3 separate regions of the Mus musculus genome follow, and regions 1 and 2 are each linked to region 3. The links are chromatin contacts, called in public HiChIP or PLAC-seq maps. All regions are on one chromosome and are shown on one strand. Each heading gives the region's core, a stretch centred on a gene start, on an enhancer-like site or on the middle of the called end of the contact. The rest is flanking DNA. Distances are from core to core; before and after follow the strand shown.

Region 1 (4,602 bases), core at 565-3,064, 54 kb before region 3:
CATAACCATCTGTAATGGGATCCAATACCCTCTTCTGGTGTGTGTCTGAAGACAATTACAATGTACTCGTATACATAAAATAAATAAATACAAAAATAAATAAATTAGCAATGAAAATAATTTTTTAAAAAAGAGACGCAGATATTATTATCTCTAATCTTCCTAAGTAATGAAAGGATTACTTAACTTCATTTTATGAACAAGAAAACCAAGGGTCAGGGACGTGAGGTACTTGGCAGGGCCCAGTGAGTAAATAATCTGTTCCAGGAAGGCATGCTTTTGTATTTTCACATGCTCACAAAAGTTCCTGTTGCATAGTATGACTTTCACAAATACAAATCAATGCATTTTATATCACTGGCTTAAAAGACTGCTCGGTTTCCTTTTGCCCTGTGGTATGTCTGGGCTAAGGACATTAGAGGAGACTGGAGGAAGAATGGGTGGTGCTGAGACCAAAAGCCTGGTGTTCTTTACTCTTTACAGAGATGTTCCTCAGGTAGAAAAGCAAAATGTCTTCAGGTGAGGAACAGCAAACTTACTAACCTTAATTTTAATGCCTTTTCTCCTGTCCAGTTCCATTACTTTACATTATTATTACTATTATTACTATTGAGTTTTTGAGATGGGGAGTAGCCCTATCCTGGCTATCCTGGAAGTAGTTCTGTAGACCAGGATGACATTGAACTCAGAGATTCATCTACCTCTGCCTCCTGAGTACTGGAATTAAAGATGTATGCCACCATGCCTGCCCTTTTTTTTTTTTTTTTTGGAGACAAGAACTCACTGTACAACCTGCCTCTGCCTCCCAAGTGCTGGGATTAATGGCATGTGCCACCTACTGCCCGGCCATTAGTAATAATAATATTACTACTAGTACTACTACTACTACTACTTTGTGAGGCAGGATCTTGCTATGTAGCTCAGGCTGGTCTCAAACTCAAAATCCCCCCCTTTTTAGCCTCTATGTACTGCATATACATGGAATAAACAAAAATGTAAACATCCAGGCCTTTTGGTTTTTTTGTAGCAGTAGTTGCTACAAAAATGGATACACACATATTATACAAAGTGTTTATATAGTTACAATGTATACCAAACAGTCGAAAGCATTCTTTAAAATGCTGATGGCCAATGATACTGGGGAGAATAATGCATTTTTACTCTACGTGGGACTGAAGCTTCTAAAACTCCACATTCTCTAGGGAGTGAGGAGTTTCCTTCTTTCATTTAAAAACAAAAACCTCAGAGGTGTAAGTCTGGTAAATCTTCAATTCACTCAGCAGTAGACACGCGGAATGGGAGGGGGAGGGGGAGGAAGGGGGCGGAGGTTCCTCGAAATCACCGCCTTCCGTGGTTCTCACTGAAAGGACCTGAGAGAAGCAGCAAAGGACATTGGGGAGGAGACAACCGGCTTGGGATCTAGGGTGTGTGCGTGCGCGTGCGCGAGCGTGTGCGAGCGCGCATGGGCGCGTACTAGTTTAGGCTCACTACTTATGGACACTAGCTCCTCTTCCGGTTTGTCTAGAGACTGCGCATGCGCATCACTGGCCTTTAAACGTGCATCGCCGGTCCATCCGGTAAAAGGATCCGGCCATCGATTTACAATTTTGTTCTTCCGCCAATGAAATGAACTATTTTCTCTTAGCCTGAGAAATGTTTTTAACTAACCACCTCCAAATAAGGGACATATACAACCCGATTTCTTTCGGTCATCACATGATGAAGGCTTCCTAGGTTTTTTTCTGACTCAAAGTAAACGGAACTCGGAGAGACACCTTGCGGAGGGATCTGGTTTGTTGTGGTGAGGTACAGAGGTGGGGGGGAGGAGACGCTGACAAACCAAGATGGCGGTGGCAGCGGTGAAACCTGCCGCGACTGGGACTTAACTGTAGTAGTGAAGGCTTCAGTAGTTGGGAGGCAGCGGTAAGGTGTGGAAGAAACGGAACAGGACTAAGAACCTGTAAAAGGAACCTCAGCCTGAGACTTTTAGAGCACGGCACCCGCCCCCCTAAGCCCTTGACGGGCGGTGGCCGTCCTGCTTAGGGCCTAGACTCCGAGAAGTACCTCGGTTTCAGACAGCGGCGGCGCCATGCGTCCTTAAGGGCGACCTGAGCCCTCCCGATCTCTGGCCCAGCCCTCGGGCCCACCATGGAGCTGGGGTCCGACGATTTCCTACCGCCGCCGGAGTGTCCGGTGTTCGAGCCTAGCTGGGCCGAGTTCCGAGACCCTCTTGGCTACATCGCGAAAATCAGACCCATCGCCGAGAAGTCCGGCATTTGCAAGATCCGCCCACCCGCGGTAAGGCTGGGAGCTGATGGTCGCCAGCGGCGAGTTTGTGGGTGGATCCGGGTAGCCAGTGGTGAAGTCCCGGGCGGAGGGCAGCAGGTGTGGGAAGAATATGGGATGGCTGGTATTTTGTGGATGCCTCACGAAGCGGAAAAAGGGTGCTGGGGTCAGGGCTCCTCGTTTTGTGGCATACAAGTGACCTGGGGTCTGAGACCCACTCCCACTCTGCTCTTGAGAATTTCCCTTGATTCAATACACAGATGCTTAATGGGCTGGGGAGAGTTCGCAGGGAGGCACAGAGACTCCCATCTTTTACTTTGTATCACCCTGGTCGAGGCAGTTACAAAGTAACGACTACTGTCATTATTCCCTTTAAGGCAAGCTGTGTGGTGTAGTGGAAAGATCACGTCTCAAAAGGGAGTCAGACGTGAGTTTAAAACTACTTAGAAGGTTAGCAGCTGTATGACCTTGGGCATGTAAAGTAATCCCTGAGCCTGTGAATTGTGTGCTGGGAATAATTAGATTAAACCAGGTAACATAGTGCACTCTGGTAAGTGGTAATTACTGTGACTGTGAAGGTGCTTGATGTGGTCATTGGTTTGCTTCTGTGTGTGTTGACTCATGTTTACTCACGCTGTCAGGCCAATTCATCTCTGATAATATCCTAGCCTGGTGGCCAGTCAGGAAATCATTCTCACAGGGAGTGCTCTTTCTGGCTCCTGCGTTTTCTAGTTGAAGGTAATGTCAGAACCTTCTTGCACATGGTCCCCACAGCCTTCCTATGGAGAAGTTTAGACCAGTTAGCTTGGTATGGCCTTCTCAGAAGATCTGGATTCTACCTCAGGCTCAGAATGTAGATGATCCTATAAGATAAGGTTTTCTTGGGTCCCCAGGAACAATAGTGGAGATATGGAAATCTTCCTTTGCTTCCCAAATGTTCAGCAAAAAGGACCATATTGTTGCTTCTAGTCCTGACTAGCCCAGGGGAAGTTTTCCAAAGGCTAGGACAGGCTGCTGCCTTGCTGACACACTGGAGGAAACAATGGTGAACAGTGTTTAGTAACCACTTGAGATTCCTGGGCTGGTTTGAATTTATCCGCAACAATGTATCTTCGAGGAGGTGCTTCTGGATGTGGAAGCCTTATTCCCACTTGACAAGAGCATCTTAGGTCTTCTTATCCAATTCAGTGCTTTTGTTGCCCTTTCATAGGCTGGTTTTAGATGGATCCTCCGGGCCCTAGAGTCTAGAGTCCTTGTTGGTCACAGGTGTCTGAAGATGGGTTTCTGTTGTGAGGGAGTCACAGCTATTAGTGACAAGCCAGGAAGGCTAGCAGAAGGGAAAGGTTGGACTCCTGGATGGCCTTATGGAAATATTCCTTGACGTGGTCAGGAGACGCCTAATATGGGGATAATTGAGGTCTCAATTTCCCTTTTTTCTCCCTTGGGCTTTTGGGCAGGTTGGCCTTATGTAGGTGCTCTTACCTTGTCTTGGGGAACCAGGATGGAAGAAATGACAAGGACATCGGTGTGTGTGTCCATCCTTTCGTCCATCTGTTCATCTGTCCATCTGTCCGTTTGTCCCCAGGGGACTGTTCTTTGGTAGGCTTCTTTTCTCCACTCCAGTAGCTTTGATTCTTTCCAGTCCTGACTTTTGTTTTTGTTGTTCATGATTTTGTGTACGTGCCCACAATTCTCTTAAACCACCTTTAGGCTCTAAAGCAGTTGGCTTTCTTCTGTTTGGAACTTGAATTACTCACCCAAGTGATTCTTAGGCCCAGGATGCAAACCTGTGTGTGAGTAGGTATTGGAGTTTTTCTTAGAGGGGTGGTTTTGGGTTTGTGTTTCATAGCATGTGGCTGCTTGCTACACTTGGCATAGATGGATGGAGGACAGGGTAGTTAATGGTGGCATCACACAACTTCTTGAATTCGCCATCCTGTTTGTCACCACATTCGAAATGCCATCATCTTGAGCATTTGTACTAATACAGGACTGAGATGAGAGGTTTGTTGGACCTTCCCCATCTACTGTTGCACCTATAGCTCCTGCCTTAGGACTTCAAATTGTTTAGAACTTGGCAGAGCAGAGAAAAGCAGTGCTTAGAGTTTGGGGTTTGAGCACCTTTCTGTCTGGGTTATCTGTGCTGAGGGGAGTGTTGTCTGATGGGAGATAAGAGGGTATGGAAAGCTTCACCTGGCTTAAGCCGTAGCATTTTAGCCTAAGGTTTGTTTTTTTTTTTTTTTTTTTTTTTTTTTTCACCCCTCCTGCTTTCGTCAGCCTCAAGTGCTTTCTGTCTATTACCATGGGTTGGGGAAG
Region 2 (4,418 bases), core at 1,011-3,510, 40 kb after region 3:
AAATGACAACAGAAACCTGAAGTGAGGGAATGAGATCTGTGGATAATCTGGGGAAGAGTATTTATTTGAAAGGGAGGGGAAGGCCTAATACATTGAAATAACCTTAAGGAGGCTATTATAGGTGAAATGGAGTAGGAGGGCAGAGTGGTAGGACATAAGGCTAGAGGAGTTACTAAACAAGGATATTCATTTATACTCGCTTTTTTAGAAATCTAGCAACCAAACAAAGAGACATATACATACACGTTCTTTTGTTTAGAACTTTATGAAGAATTACTCATCATTTATGGAAAAGGAACTATATCCTATATATGGTTTCTGAGTCACCACTCAATCAATACACATGTAGCTGTCACATGTACAAGTCAGATACATGAAATAATGTGTAAAATTATTTCTTTTAGTGAAGTTATATCAAAGCATTTACGTATTGAAGTGCATACTGTTTTATTATACATTGTTCTTCAGCCCCAACACTCAGGAGGCAGAGTTTGAGGCCAGCCTGGTTTACAAAGTGAGTTCCAGAACAACCAGTGCTGTACGTAGAGAAACCCTGCCTTGAAAAACAAACAAAAAAATTTCTCTATTATATTACAATTAAAATGTCATTATAAGCTGTGGGAGGATTGTGTATGCAGAGTCTACTTTTTATGCTCTTCATTAAAAAATAGTGAAGGAGGCAAACTACACATTATTAAAATAGACTATTGGGTCTATAGTTGTCAGAATGACAAAGGTATAGCAAGAATATGGAAAAATTAGCATAGGAATGGGAAGAGAGTTGTGATACTTGACAGGGAGTTTCAAAATGTCTGATCTAGAAGAACTCCTAGATAAGGACAGAAAAGATGCTCAGGCCTACAAGGGGATATAATTAGAAGATCCTTGGACTATCTGTGGTGACCAACATTACATAATGGCTATTAAACTGTTTTGTAGCCCTGGTGGTGGTGCATGTCTTTAATCCCAGCACTCAGAAGGCAAAGGCAAGCTGTTCTCTGTGAGTTCAAGGCTATCCTGGGCTACAGAGTGATTTCTAAGACAGCTAGGGCTGTTACACAGCAAAACCCTTTCTTGAAAAAAAAACCAACAAAATAAAAATGTTTTGGTGGGGTTGGGGGGGGGCAAGACAGTGTTTTACATTGTAACCCAGGTTTACTTTGGACTCATTATGTAGCTGAGGCTGATCTTGAACTTGTGGCAATCCTCCTGAATGCTGTGAATGTAGTCATGCACCACCATCAAAGCTGGCTGAAAAGTAGCTTAATATAAATTTCTCCCCATCCTTGGTGTTTCTACCTGTTTAACAGAGAAGGCCAAGAAACAGAGACTCCTCAATGAGACTTACAAGTAGCTCAAGACCAGGCTCCAGTTTTGTGCCCTACCTTTGGGCCACTCTCATTGTTATATATATTGTACCTCCAACCACATTAGGGATAGGAAAGAGTTAGGTTCAGTGTGGAAAATGAGAGGACAGTAGCATTCAAAAAAAGGTCCAGTGGGGAGAGGGTCAGAGACAGACAAGGGTGAAAAAAAGTCAGAGACTAAGAGAATCAATATTCTTTCAATCACAATCATAATTATTTATTGAAAAAAATTTTAGGGACCAAGCATGCGCATTGGCTCAGGTAGAGACAGACCCCCATTTGGCAGATGATGAAACCAAGACCCAAATGAATAAAACGGATAGTTTAAAATTTCATAGCTGGTTTCAAGGGGTCAGGTAAGGATTAGGCCTCCTGAGTCTGGGATATCTTAGTACGTCTCAGAGAGAGAAAATGTTGGGTAGAGGCAGATATGGAGTCAAGACTAGAACACAAACAATCACGTGAGCAGCAGACCTGCACGAAATCTTTTCCCCAGAGACCGGGATTGGGAGGCTCCCAGAGGGTGGGCACGGGTGGTGGGTTCAAGAGGGTAATACTCACCTGGGTACCGTCTGGAGAGGATGCAGGGGCACTCGCCTTCTTTTTTTGCTACGCAAAGGATCCTCCACCACCCACGGACCTAGAGTCGAAAGGCCGCCCAGGTAAAAGCGCGCCAGGTCCCTCCCCACACGCGTTCTGGGCCGTTCTCTCCCCTCCCGCCGTTTTCTAACCCACCACCCCATCTTTACTGCTTCTCTTGGGATACCTCTAGTCTCCGTAGGGTCTAAGCTGCCGCAGGAGAATGGATACCTGGCCCACAGCAAGATCTCGCAGACACGCAGACGCTTCACGCAATGCTCCACCGAACCCTGGCAGGATAGCGATGCTCCACCACTTACCACGGGCTCCTCAGCTCCCATTGGAGGATTGCCCTCCTGCCTTCCCTGAGATTGGTTGGAATTGGAAGCACCTACGAAAACTCCACCCTCTCGAGGGTGTGATTGGCTTATGTGCCAGCCCTTCCGTTAACAACACTGGTCAGGAAAGGATTACTGCTCAGTCCTTTTGCAGGTCTAGAGGACTGGGCCTTCGGGGGTTGTTTGTTAAAACGCAGGAAACCCTAAACCAGGCTAAGCACAAATCACTGAATAGAATTATTACTTTCGTGATGTCTTCTTTCTTTCTGTAGCCACACTGCCTTTACACCGTTTTGCTTAGAGACACTGCGAATGTACTTCCAGTTTCCTATAGCTCCACACCCACTTGTAGGAGTTTCTGAGCTAGGTTTCTCGCTTTCCCTGTAAGCATTGTTCCTAATTCCATCCATGGAGAATAAGGTGATCCTACTTAGTAGCCCTGGCTGACTCGCCCTGTAAACCAGGCCTGCCTTTGCCTCCTGAGTGCTGGGACTAAAGGTGTGAGCCATTTATACCCGACAGATTTTATTTCATTTTTTAATTAGGTGTGGTCAGTCTTCACATAAAAGAAGCTATGGCCTAAAGAGGCAGACTCGATGAGGCATTGGTAGTACGATGGTGAGCACAGCTGCCTTCCAACGAGGCAAACTTAGTGGTCTGAAACTGTGCAACAATTATTTCGAATAAAATCCATCTCTCTTGTCTTCTAAAGGAAGGGAAGACAGGAAGGACCATTCTATTAACAAATCTTAAATTTGAGTAGCACAGATCCTCCAGGAGAGCCTGTGGGTGCAGCTTGGGGCAGAGAGGAATAACTTGGATGGGAATGAATTTACATCTTTGTTTCCCCTCTCTGTTTAGGAAATTTAGCATGTTTTCAATAAAGGACGTAATATTGGTGACTGTTACCAGTAGCAATCAGAGAGATTTGTCCATCACAGTATAAATTTGCAGCTCTTTCAAATATGTAATCTCTGAAATATATAATTAGTGCTTTAAAATCATGATAAGAGGGAGCCGGAGAGATAACTCCATGGTTACAAGTGCTTGCTGCTCTGGTAGAAGACTGGAGGTTAGTTGCCAGCATGAATGTCAGTTGCCTGTAACTCCTCCTCCAGGGTACCAGATATCTTCATCTGCTATGAAGACACCTTTGCATAGCACACATGAGTGCATGCACAGGAACAAATACACATATAAATAAAAGTAAAATAAATCTAAAATCACGATAATCATTGTAGTCTTTAAACCAAAGCATCCTATGATTTAATGGATTGATGAGCAATACATATATGACTCTAGCACATTTTTCTATTTTAATATTTCAATAGTTGGCTTTCTAAATTCTAGATGTGATTTTTCCAATTTTAAAGGATTTTTTTTTTTTTGTGAGAAGAGTTCTAGGTCACAAAAGAAATCAATGACACAGAAATTGAAATTGGCTCTTTAAGCTTTTCCCTTTCTTACTCTCTAGCCCTCCTTTTCCCTTTCCCTTCCCCCCTCTCTCCACGTGGCCATGGCCGGTTCCTCTCTCCTTCTACCTTCTCTCCTTTCTCCCTGTCTTTCTACAATAAAGTGCTAAAACAAAACAAAGTTAAACTTGATCTAGTAGCTCCAACAGGACAGAGACATATTTTCTTTTGTTTACTTGCTGTATTCCTATTAGTCTAGTATGAGGCACGTAGTTGGTACTCAATGAAATGTGTATTAACAAATACTTGCAAGAACAAATGCTGTTTTTGTTTTGTTTTTGGTTGGGGTCTTTGTTGTTGTTGTTGTTGTTTTGTCTTGTCACCTGAATCTAGTTTTGTCCCTGACAATCTGATTCTGTCTTCAAAAGTAAATGGCACTTTCATGACACCGGAAGATCTTGGGACCCTCACACCTAGTAGCAGGGCCCTTTCTTGCACAGGGCTGTAAAATGAAAAGTCCACCAAAACAAGTAGTTTCAATGTGAGAAGAAGCCCTGGGGAGCATGGGGCCCATCATTATTCATCCTCCTGGTTTCTGTTTATAGTCCTAGGTAATAATGCTCATGTTTTCTGATGCTTGCTATATGCTATATTTTAGAGCTAGGTTTGACTTTGAAAACATTCTAACTGGGCTAGAGAGATGGCCCAATGGTTAAGAGCAC
Region 3 (4,395 bases), core at 980-3,479:
TTTGGGTTAGTATCTATTACCAGTGAGTGCATACCATGTGTGTTCTTTTTTTTTTTTTTTCCTTTTTTTTTTTTAAAGATTTATTTATTTATTTATTGTAAGTACACTGTAGCTGTCCTCAGACACTCCAGAAGAGGGAGTCAGATCTCGTTACGGATGGTTGTGAGCCACCATGTGGTTGCTGGGATTTGAACTCCTGACCTTCGGAAGAGCAGTCGGGTGCTCTTACCCACTGAGCCATCTCACCAGCCCCCATGTGTGTTCTTTTGTGACTGGGTTACCTCACACAGGATGATATTTTCTAATTCCATCCATTTGCCTAAGAATTTCATGAAGTCATTGTTGTTGTTTTTTTTAAAGATTTATTTATTTATTTTATATATGTGAGTACACACACCAGAAGAGGACATCAGATCACATTAGAGATAACTTTGAGTTTTTCAAGACAGGGTTTCTCTGTATAGCCCTGGCTGTCCTGAAACTCACTCTGTAGACCAGGCTGGCCTCGAATAGGGAGCTGCACTATTAGGAAGCTTGGCCTTGTTGGAGGAAGTGTGTCACTGTGGGCTTTGAGGTCTTATATATGCTCAAGCTATAAACAGTCTACTGGTACCTGTGGATCAAGATGTAAAATTCTCAGCCACTTCTCTAGAACTATGTCTGCCTGTGTGTCACTACACTTTTTGCCACCATAATAGACTAAACCTCTGAACTGTAAGCCAACCCCAAATGAAATGTTTCCTTTGTAAGCGTTGCTGTAGTCATGTCTCTTCACAGCAACAAAACCCTAACTAAGACACCTGTAATCCTGGAATTTAGGAGGCTAAATTATAAGAACCATAACTTTGAGGCCAGCCTGAAATGCATAGCAAGAACCTCACTCAAAAAATTTAAAACAAGGGGCTGGAGAGATGGCTCAGCAGTTAAGAGCACTGACTGCTCTTCCAGAGGTCCTGAGTTCAATTCCCAGCAACCACATGGTGGCTCACAACCATCTTTTATGGGATCCAATGCCCTTTTCTGGTGTGTCTGAAGACAGCTACAGTATACTCACATACATAAAACAAATAACTAAATCTTTAAAAAAATGAAAACAAGCCAGGCATGGTGGGCGCACACCTTTAATCCCAGCACTCGGGAGGCAGAGGCAGGCAGATTTCTGAGTTCGAGGCCAGCCTGGTCTACAAAGTGAGTTCCAGAACAGCCAGAGCTATACACAGAAACCCTGTCTCAAAACAAAACAAAACAAACAACCCCCCCCCCAAAAAAAAAGAAAAAAAGAAAAAGAAAACAAATAAATAACTAAATAAATAAAGCAGCATTGGGCTCATAACAAATTGAGTGTAAACTTTACAAAGTACAGAGTTTTTATATATTTCCTGTTGCCACAGAGGTATAATCTTTTCCACTATCTACATCTTACAATAGTACAGTGCTACATTTTCTTAAAACCCATTTATCTATAGTGATCTATAAACCAAGTCCATAATTTGCATTAAGAGTTTGCTCTTACTAGGCGATGGTGATGCACACCTTTAATCTCAGCACTCAGGAGGCAGAGGCAGCAGATCTTTAAGTTGGAGGCTAGCCTGGTCTACAGAGTGAGTTCTGCTACACACACTCCAGTGAAGTTTGCTTGGCAGGCCGAGAGGCCTGGAAGCACTCATGAGGCAAAGTTTCACAGAAACTCACCTCCTGGAGCTTTGGCGTTCTCATTAACCCATATACTCATACCATATCCCTGAGTTAGTCTGGTGTATGCAACCACGTGCTCTCTTTTAGTATTATTTTATTATAAGTTTATTATTATTTATTTTAAGATTGAATTCTGACATAGCTAAAGCCTCCCACTGTTCCAGAAGCCTATGAACTTGGAATCCTGTAGGAATGCAGTAAGGAAGTTACCTATTCAGTAACAAATTAAGCATTACAAAAGATGGAGCCAGCAGCTCAGGGCTGGTCTGCAGAGTGTTTACTAAAGGACAGTAGCCAATCTCAACCCAAACAAGGGAATACCATGAAAGAGCAGGGAATCCCACTGAGATAGAAATCTTCAGTACAGGCTACATTGCATATTAGAAGCAAGTTGGTGAATTCTTCTGACAAATGAAGATTCTCCACAGATACTTCAAAGTTACAAGAAATTATTAGGGCCCAGGAAATAGGGGGGTTGTGGTATTGCAGTATTCATGAGAAGGTCTGCTAAAGTAGAATCCCTGGTGGTGGGCTTAACAATAGACTGACTGGCTTTACACCTGGCTCCCTTCTTAGTGGCAGCAGCCTGGTCCCTGCCTTCTTTTGATGTATACATTCCTTTTGTATTGTGTCACTGTAACTTGGTGGATTGTATCTCGCCTGGTTTCTTGTTATTCTTCTGTATAAAAAGTTTGATGCGCCGGGCCTGGTGGCGCATGCCTTTAATCCCAGCACTTGGGAGGCAGAGGCAGGCGGATTTCTGAGTTCGAGGCCAGCCTGGACTACAGAGTGAGTTCCAGGACAGCCAGGGCTGCACAGAGAAACCCTGTCTCGAAAAACCAAAAAAAAAAAAAAAAAAAAAAAAAAAAAAGTTTGATGCTCGACTTGATAAATTACATTCAGATTCTACACAATCTCACTTGTTGATCTGTCTGTCATTCACCAACTCCTTGCCCATCTGCACCCAGAGACTCGTTCCACGCAAAGGAACCCAGAGGGTCTGCGGCAGAGTTCCAGGACAATTAGAGCTACACAGAGATCCCTTGTTTCGACTTCCCCCAAAACTTTGTCCTTGATGTTGTTCACTCAGTGAATGAGTTTTGTCAAACTTACATTAATCACCATTATAGTACCATACAGTGTGATTCTCTTGCCCTAAGATCCTGTGTTCCAACAACTCATTCATTCCCCCTAATCCTTGGCCAATCCTTTTACCTGACTACCTTTTTAGTGTCTTCATAATTCTTTTCCAGAACATAGCTATTTAGAATTCGGTACATAAAAATAGAAAAAAATTAAAAACTAAAATAGAACTTAGTATGTAGTTTCTTAAGGTCAGTATCACTTAGCAATATGCATTTAAAGCTCCATGTCTCTTTATGACTGGATATCTTGTTTCTTTTTTGTCAACAACTCCCTTGCCTGAATATACCATCTGTACTGGCTGGTTTTCTATGTCAACTTGACACAAGCTGGAGTTATCACAGAGAAAGGAGCCTCCCTTGAGGAAATGCCTCCATGAGATCCAGCTATGGGGCATTTTCTTAATTAGTGATCAAGGGGGAAAGGCCCCTTGTGGGTGGGACCATCTCTGGGTGGTAGTCTTGGTTCTATAAGAGAGCAGGCTGAGCAAGCCAGGGGAAGCAAGCCAGTAAAGAACATCCCTCCATGGCCTCTGCATCACCTCCTTCTTGAGCTCCAGTCCTGACTTCTTTTGGTGATGAGCAGCAAAGTGGCAGTGTAAGCTGAATATGCTTCTTGGTCATGATGTTTGTGCAGGAATAAAACCCTAAGACACCATATTTTATTTAAACATTTATTTACTTATGTTATGTATATAAGTACACTGTAGCTGTCTTCAGACACACCAGAAGAGGGCATCAGATCCCATTACAGATGGTTATGAGCCACCATGTGGTTGCTGGGATTTGAACTGAGGAACTACTGAGCCATCTCTCTAGCTCATACCATACTTTATGCACTTATCTACTACAGAATGCTTTCATTGCTTCAAAGTATGGTTACTTTTATGTTGTTGTTGCTGCTACATAGTAGCTGAAGGTGATTTAGAACTTGGTACATATCCCAGGTTGGCCTTAAATTTGCATTTTTTTCTCTATCTTCTGAGTGTTAGGATTAAGGGTATATGCTATTGAAAAAGTATAACGTAAAAGCAAAATTCTAGGCCTTTAGGCCTAGGCTTGAGAATGTGACCTCTGTGACTCAATGCTCCAAGGTATGCTAATCATAAAACAGATAGCAACATTCCTCCACCCACCTGCTTCTTGGGTTCAAGGAGTGTTCATTCAAAGAAAGTCACCCTGACCCACCCTGACCATTGCTGGAACCCGCTATGCAAATATGCTATTGTTAGGGGCTCTTAGAAACTGTCGAGAAATAACCCCCACAATTACCAGGTATTCCTCATGTCTCTTGTGACTTTGCACTTCCTTGCGACTCTTAACTGGTATTTTTGGTATTTTCCAACAACGCCCTCCCCACCTCCTTGAGTTGTGGTTTCTTCCTTTAAATACCCCCTTACCCAGCTACTGGGGCGCCACGGTCCTCTACCCCTACGTGGTGTATGACTGTGGGGCCGAGAGCGCTCTTGAATAAAAGTCCTTTTGCAGTTTGCAGCAAGACCGTTTCTTGTGAGTGATTTGGGGTGTCGCCTCTCCTGAGTCAGAATGTTGGGGAGTC

The links. HiChIP or PLAC-seq counts read pairs in DNA pulled down with a chosen protein or histone mark.
Region 1: a contact with region 3 is called in an H3K27ac HiChIP or PLAC-seq map of embryonic stem cells, with 14 read pairs. The contact joins the promoter of Kdm5c here to the enhancer-like site in region 3. A contact is called at or near these places in 8 of 39 promoter capture datasets (the 3T3-L1 cell line, the C10 cell line, embryonic stem cells and 2 more), 5 of 484 Hi-C or Micro-C datasets (the AML12 cell line, embryonic stem cells, female germline stem cells and 2 more), 4 of 115 datasets of contacts at active chromatin or transcription factors (CD8 T cells, the SCID.adh cell line and embryonic stem cells) and 3 of 9 other capture datasets (adipose tissue, liver and pancreatic islet).
Region 2: an H3K27ac HiChIP or PLAC-seq map of embryonic stem cells shows a contact between it and region 3, with 9 read pairs. The contact joins the promoter of Kantr here to the enhancer-like site in region 3. A contact is called at or near these places in 3 of 484 Hi-C or Micro-C datasets (large pre-B cells, nephron progenitors and undifferentiated spermatogonia), 3 of 115 datasets of contacts at active chromatin or transcription factors (the 230-238 cell line and embryonic stem cells) and 3 of 9 other capture datasets (adipose tissue, liver and pancreatic islet).

Annotation. Positions count from the first base shown.
Region 1 is chrX:152,231,413-152,236,014 of GRCm38.p6, forward strand. It overlaps Kdm5c (lysine (K)-specific demethylase 5C), which reads left to right and starts at 1,815. Exons shown (of 26, transcript NM_013668.4): 1 at 1,815-2,298. The coding sequence starts at 2,149.
Region 2 is chrX:152,325,233-152,329,650 of GRCm38.p6, forward strand. It overlaps Kantr (Kdm5c adjacent non-coding transcript), which reads right to left and starts at 2,261. Exons shown (of 3, transcript NR_040270.2): 1 at 2,178-2,261; 2 at 1,929-2,007.
Region 3 is chrX:152,285,267-152,289,661 of GRCm38.p6, forward strand. No RefSeq gene overlaps it. Among named protein-coding and RNA genes, the nearest start is that of Kantr, 40 kb to the right of the region's middle. Within about 2 kb of position 2,230, at least 4 of the 459 cell types and tissues checked have an H3K27ac peak or open chromatin away from gene starts, as enhancers often do. A contact at or near this core is called in embryonic stem cells, where this site is marked.